Linked DNA regions of Callithrix jacchus: region 1 is linked to region 2. The links are chromatin contacts, called in public Hi-C maps. All regions are on one chromosome and are shown on one strand. Each heading gives the region's core, a stretch centred on a gene start, on an enhancer-like site or on the middle of the called end of the contact. The rest is flanking DNA. Distances are from core to core; before and after follow the strand shown. Region 1 holds the start of COX18 (cytochrome c oxidase assembly factor COX18). Region 2 holds the start of ANKRD17 (ankyrin repeat domain 17).

Region 1 (2,700 bases), core at 127-2,626, 180 kb before region 2:
TTTGCTTAAAATGTCCTCATTCAAAAATTCAGAATGTATACTTATTCATGTAATCATGAAGGGCAAGTAAGCTCTAAAATCATGTTCCCTTACATATAAAATATATAACAGCATCTACTTCACAGGATTAGAAGTATTACATGAGAACTGCACCCTGGACTTTACTGTTCCATCTCTAGATTTCCTAGTAAAGTAAGTGGAGAAAACTGCAGTCTGTTAAGAACCTTTAATGCACTGTGATAGACACAGATCAAAAATAAAAAGTGCATTTATTCCTGCCCTGTGTTAATTTTTCCTGTAAAGTAGCTCACTGACTTAATGTTGCTGCTGATTCCGTTCCCGTTCTGTTTCCGATTTTTTTCCCCAATGCTCACAACCTGAAAACATGAAAGCCATTATTTTTTAACTAGTCCATTTGAATAATCTAGCACTTTAACCCACATCATCTGACTTCCTCTCATAACGTTGCGAAATAGGTAAGGAAGGTATTCCTATCCTGATTCCTCAGAAAAAAGGATTCAGCATTAAAAGGTTAAGTGACTGTGACCAACCAACAGTCTTAGTCGGGCTTGGATAGGAATCAAATTCGCAAACTGCTAATAGTATGCAGACATACTGGCTGTTACAACTTTTAAGACATGAATTTTATAGATTTCACCAACTCCATTTCTTCTGCCACTGACTGCTTTGTTTCGATTCTCTGAGAGAACTCTGGCAACCACTTGTGCTCGGAGCACAAACCCAACAACGAAAACGAAATGACAGATTCATATGTACAAAATCTTAACACACCTAATGCTAAATGTTTTTAAACGCTAAAATGGTCACAATAAAATAGTCACGATGATTAAACACTAAGCACTGCAGCAGGCAATATCGTGGGATCGAAAACCCTGAGTGAATGTCGACTTTCTTCCACTTCAGGGGTTGCCGCGCAGGGCGCGCGCACGGCTCGGCGCCCCTCACCTTGGCCAGGATGTAGTGCTGGTAGGCGGCCAAGGGCAGCGTAACTGCGCCCCGCAAGGCCACGGTGGAGAGCAGAATGCCGCCCCACCAGGGCAGTCCCGTGGTGGCGTGTACGCCGAGCAGTACTTCCTCCGCAACCCGCACCGGCGAAGAAGTGGCCAGGGCCTCGTACCAGCCGTTCCCATCTACTGCAGAGACTGGTGCCACTGCCCACACTGGGAGAGTGGGGCGCTTGGCGCCGCTCGTAGGAACCGGCACGAGCGGCGGGTCCCTCGCCCAAAGGTGCAGGGCAGGGAGTGGCCGCAGCCACCGACCGCCAAGCCGGCACAGCATTTCTGCACCACAGCGGAGTCCAGAAACCGGGCCTCACAATCCAGCGGACATGCACTGGCCAGCCAAGGCTGACAGGCGCATGCGTCAGGAACAGCGGGCAAAAAGCGCTTGTACGCCCGCCGGCAGCTGTGACTGACCTTCCCATTCAAGCCGGTGACGACTTGCGTCGCGTGGATATGACGCAAAAGATAGGGAAGTTCTGCCTTTCCCACTTGGCACTGGGCAGGCCTACTGCGCACGCGCGAAACTTTCCCGCTGCTGGGGTGGAATTACTCCGAGGCCGGACCAGACTGCAGAGACATGGGTGGAGTCATGTCTAAAGATCGTCTTCACCGTAAAAATGTCCATTCTAGTTCACGAAAGCTAACCGTCATTTGTAATCACCTTTGCTCAGTGTTTTTTTGTGACCAGAAGCTGATCCCCAACCTCTTTACGTGCACTCGGTTGCTTCCGCTAGAGAATACGATAGATTATAATACCAAAGAGTAACACGTTGCTAAAATGCCGGCCCGGAGAGTGACGCATTTTTCTTGCTGACCCTGAGTGTTAATAAGCATGCTTAAAGCACGACGCATAGTTCAGTCTCGTGTATATTTAATTAAATGGCCCATCTATTCTAGTTAGTATTTTGAACACTACCTGCAAACTGAATTTCTTCAATGTTTTGTGTTCCATTATAAATAGCAGCAAAAATCTTATAGTAAGATGAAGTGTCATGTCTTGATTTAAGGGAAACTGTCACTGGCAGTATCAATGGCAGTGCGGTAAATTCCTTACTAGAGTTTACTTGTATCCTATATAAGCTTTAAAGAGCTAGAACTCAGCATTAGATGTCTTCTAGTCAAAAGGAATATGTTGAGTCTACATGGACTATATAGTTTTTAAATTTTTTTTCTTTTCTATTTTTTATTTTTATTTTTTTTAGAGACGAGGTTCCACCATATTGGCCAGGATGGTCTCGATCTCTTGACCTCGTGATCTGCCTGCCTCGGCCTCCCAAGGTGCTCGGATTACAGGCGTGAGCCACCGCGCCCAGCGACTATATAGTTTTTACTTTTGTGTTCCTGGAAACAACAAACTGGAATGACACAGAGGAGGTTCCTCACAGAAGGGTCACCCCAGACTACAGAACAAAATATGTTGTGAGGAGTAAATATTGATTTTATAAATTTATTTAGTCAAAGAAGCCTCCAGCAAATGTTGGGTAATGTCAAACGGCAGCTATCGTTTGCCCTTCACTGTGCACCTAACCAAGGGTACCCTATGATCACTTTCTCAGGATTCTGGAAGTCATCTGCTTTCCAAACTGACAAATTTTTACATGAATTTTTAAACGTGTTTAAACACACACGCACATGCTATATACAAACTTCTTCTAAAAGAAGAACCTACCACTCTATT
Region 2 (2,700 bases), core at 37-2,536:
GTATAAGAAATATATTTTATCCACCTATAAATGTATATGGTCATTTGTAATTATTTAAAGTTACTGATAAATGTATAAAAATACAGCATCAGTTCATCCAAAATCCTTGAGAGATCGAGGAAGTGAGGTTACTTTAGTAGCCAGGATAGTGGTGAAAAACCCTGCAGAACAGTATGGAAAAGTACAGCTTCTCACGTGCCCCTCATATACACAAACACTTAGCTCTGAGTCCATTACAACCTTACATCCCCCCTCAAACTGTTCCCCTCCACCTCACAACTGGGATAAGCTGATCAACCTCCTAGTTGGTCCCCAAGAGACTCATCTACCTATTATTTTACTCCTCCCGCTTTGATCTCGATCCCACCCCAGAATAAGGTGGCCCTACTGGCCCCAGGCAGATCACCCCCACAGCGTGTAAACAGGGAATCTAACCAATTCCCTCCATCCTTAACCATGTGAGCCATCCCATGATAACAGGCTGTTCACCAACTCTGGGAACTCTGTGGTCCTCCCACCCCCACGTGTCAGCTACCCTCCCCCACATTCCCACACCTCACGATTTAGGCCGAGGAAAGAAAGGGGGCAGTCGAAAGCCTGGCCCCTAAGAGATCAACCCACTGGAATCTGTCCCACCGCCAAGTCCCCTCCCACCTTCGGCCCCCTATCCCTTATAATCCCTTCCTCCCTCCTTCTTTTGAAACCAGGCCCTTGCCTCAGAAACCTCCTCTTCCTCGTCGTCGTCGTCCTCCTCTTCCTCGCTGTTGTTGCTGCTGGTGCCGCCACCGCCACCTCCACCTCCACCTCCGCCTCCACCGCCGCCGCTGTTGTCGCTGTCGCTGCTGCTTTCGCTGCTGCTAGGGGGTCGGCAAGTCCGGTTACGCTTGGCCTTGTGGTGTTGCTGCTGCGCAGGCTTCTTCTTCAGGAGCAGGTCGCAGACTCGCACCATCCCATGAGGAGACGAGGCCGAGCGAGCTCCGCTGCTGCCGCCAACGCCGCCGCCGACCTCCGCCGCCGCGGGGGGGGCAGCCACAGCCGCCACCGCCGGGGGGCTCCCTTCTCTCTCTGCAGCCGCAGCCGCAGCCGCCGCCGCCGCCGCCGCCACCGGAACCGTCGCCTTCTCCATCCCCAGGGAAAGAGGGAGGGCGCCGACGGGGGAGGGGCGTGGGGGCTACGCGCTACCGCGATTTCGGCCGCACTGGGGCCGACACAGCAATCGGTGCCGCCTCTGCCGCCACCGCCTCGGTCACCTCTACTGCCGCCGCCGCTCCGCCAGCTCTCACTTCGTCTCGCGATACTAAGGGCGGGGAGTCTGCTGACGGGAGGGAAGGAGGGAGGGAGCAAAGGAAGGGGGGGTGAGGCATAAGAGGGAAACCGGGTGTTGGGAGACCCAGAGGAGAGGAGACTGGAAAGACGCCCGGGAAGTGTGCCTGGGGCAGCTTCCGACAGGAAACGGCGGGGACTGATAAAAGGGGCGCAAATGCCCCGGGAGCGCCCGAGAGCTACCGGATTTCTTCTCTTTACCCGCTATTTCCCGCACACACAGCCCTGCAGCCCTCCCTTTTTCTTCCTGGCTTGTGACTAGAACGCAGCCGCAGGCGGAAGTGCAGTGACGCCATCAGCCGTCGCCTGAGCCCCGTGGCGTGCGGGTAGCTGAAAGGCGAAAGTGAGATTTCGAGGGCCTTGTTTGGGGCCCCGCGGGCGCGCAGTGCTGCGGTGTGTAGAGAGAACGGGGAGGCTGGAGAGGAGCCGACCCTGCGCAGTGTGGGAAGCAGGTGCGGAGGTGCAGTCCAGACACGTTGTTAGCGGGAGGCCGGTCTGCCAGATAGGGGAGGTGGGGGCCTCGTTCTGGACTGCTGAACGCAGTTTTATTCTCGTTTTTTCCTCCGCCAAACCGAGAGATAGAGCTTTGGGTCCTGAGAGGTGGTGTTGTGTTGGGGAAAGAGCCTTCTTTAACTGAGTTTAAGGTTTGGGTTGTAGACATCCTGTACGTGAGTTTACACGTGTGTAATATGAAAGCAGTCGATTAGGAGATGTCTAAGATCATTACAACTCAAGGTTCCAAGGGGAGGAAGACACGGGAAGGATGCATGATCTGTGCCAGGCTTTGTAGATGATTCACTGAATGACCCTGATTTAGCTCTTCGGCCCTCTTCGATTCAACTTCTATCTATGAAGCAGGCATAAATAATGATTATTGTCTGTATCCTCTTGTAGGGTTGTGAGTTCATTTTTAGGTTTCCGAAGAACTTTAAGGAGTTTTGAAATGATAGTGGAGCCCATTGAACTCAGAATTATCCCTTTCTGGTCTAGTAGGAGTATAGTGGCATAAGGAAAATGAAGCAAACATCAAAGACAGATGTACTGGCACAAAATTAAAAGTATGTCTCAGCTGACATAGTTGCCATTTTAAGACTGCTAAGTTTAGCTGAATATGCCTGGATTTTTTTTATTTTTTAGCTTTTTTCTTCTTTTTAGCATTGGCATACCATATGAAATGTGGGCAGTTGCCAGTACTCTACAGAGTACCATGGCAGAATTGGCAATGACTAAATCAGTTCATTCAAACAAAAATTCATCATGTGCCTACTGTGTGCATAATTTGTGAAATCGAAGTCTGTTTCCAGGGGCTTTACAGTGTAATAAGTGCAATAGTAAATATATATACAGAGTGGTAACTATCTGCCTATTCCTCTCCTA

What was found. A called contact is a pair of places that touch in the nucleus more often than the background predicts.
Region 1: a Hi-C map of skeletal muscle shows a contact between it and region 2, with 8 times the contacts expected there. The contact joins the promoter of COX18 here to the promoter of ANKRD17 in region 2. A contact is called at or near these places in 2 of 3 Hi-C or Micro-C datasets (both in skeletal muscle).

The regions. Positions count from the first base shown.
Region 1 is chr3:124,998,269-125,000,968 of calJac240_pri, reverse strand. COX18 (cytochrome c oxidase assembly factor COX18) reads right to left here and starts at 1,376. Exons shown (of 6, transcript XM_008993193.6): 1 at 967-1,376. The coding sequence starts at 1,299.
Region 2 is chr3:124,817,304-124,820,003 of calJac240_pri, reverse strand. It overlaps ANKRD17 (ankyrin repeat domain 17), which reads right to left and starts at 1,286. Exons shown (of 33, transcript XM_054253289.2): 1 at 716-1,286. The coding sequence starts at 1,126. LOC144581811 (a long non-coding RNA gene) reads left to right here and starts at 1,621. Exons shown (of 8, transcript XR_013533083.1): 1 at 1,621-1,775.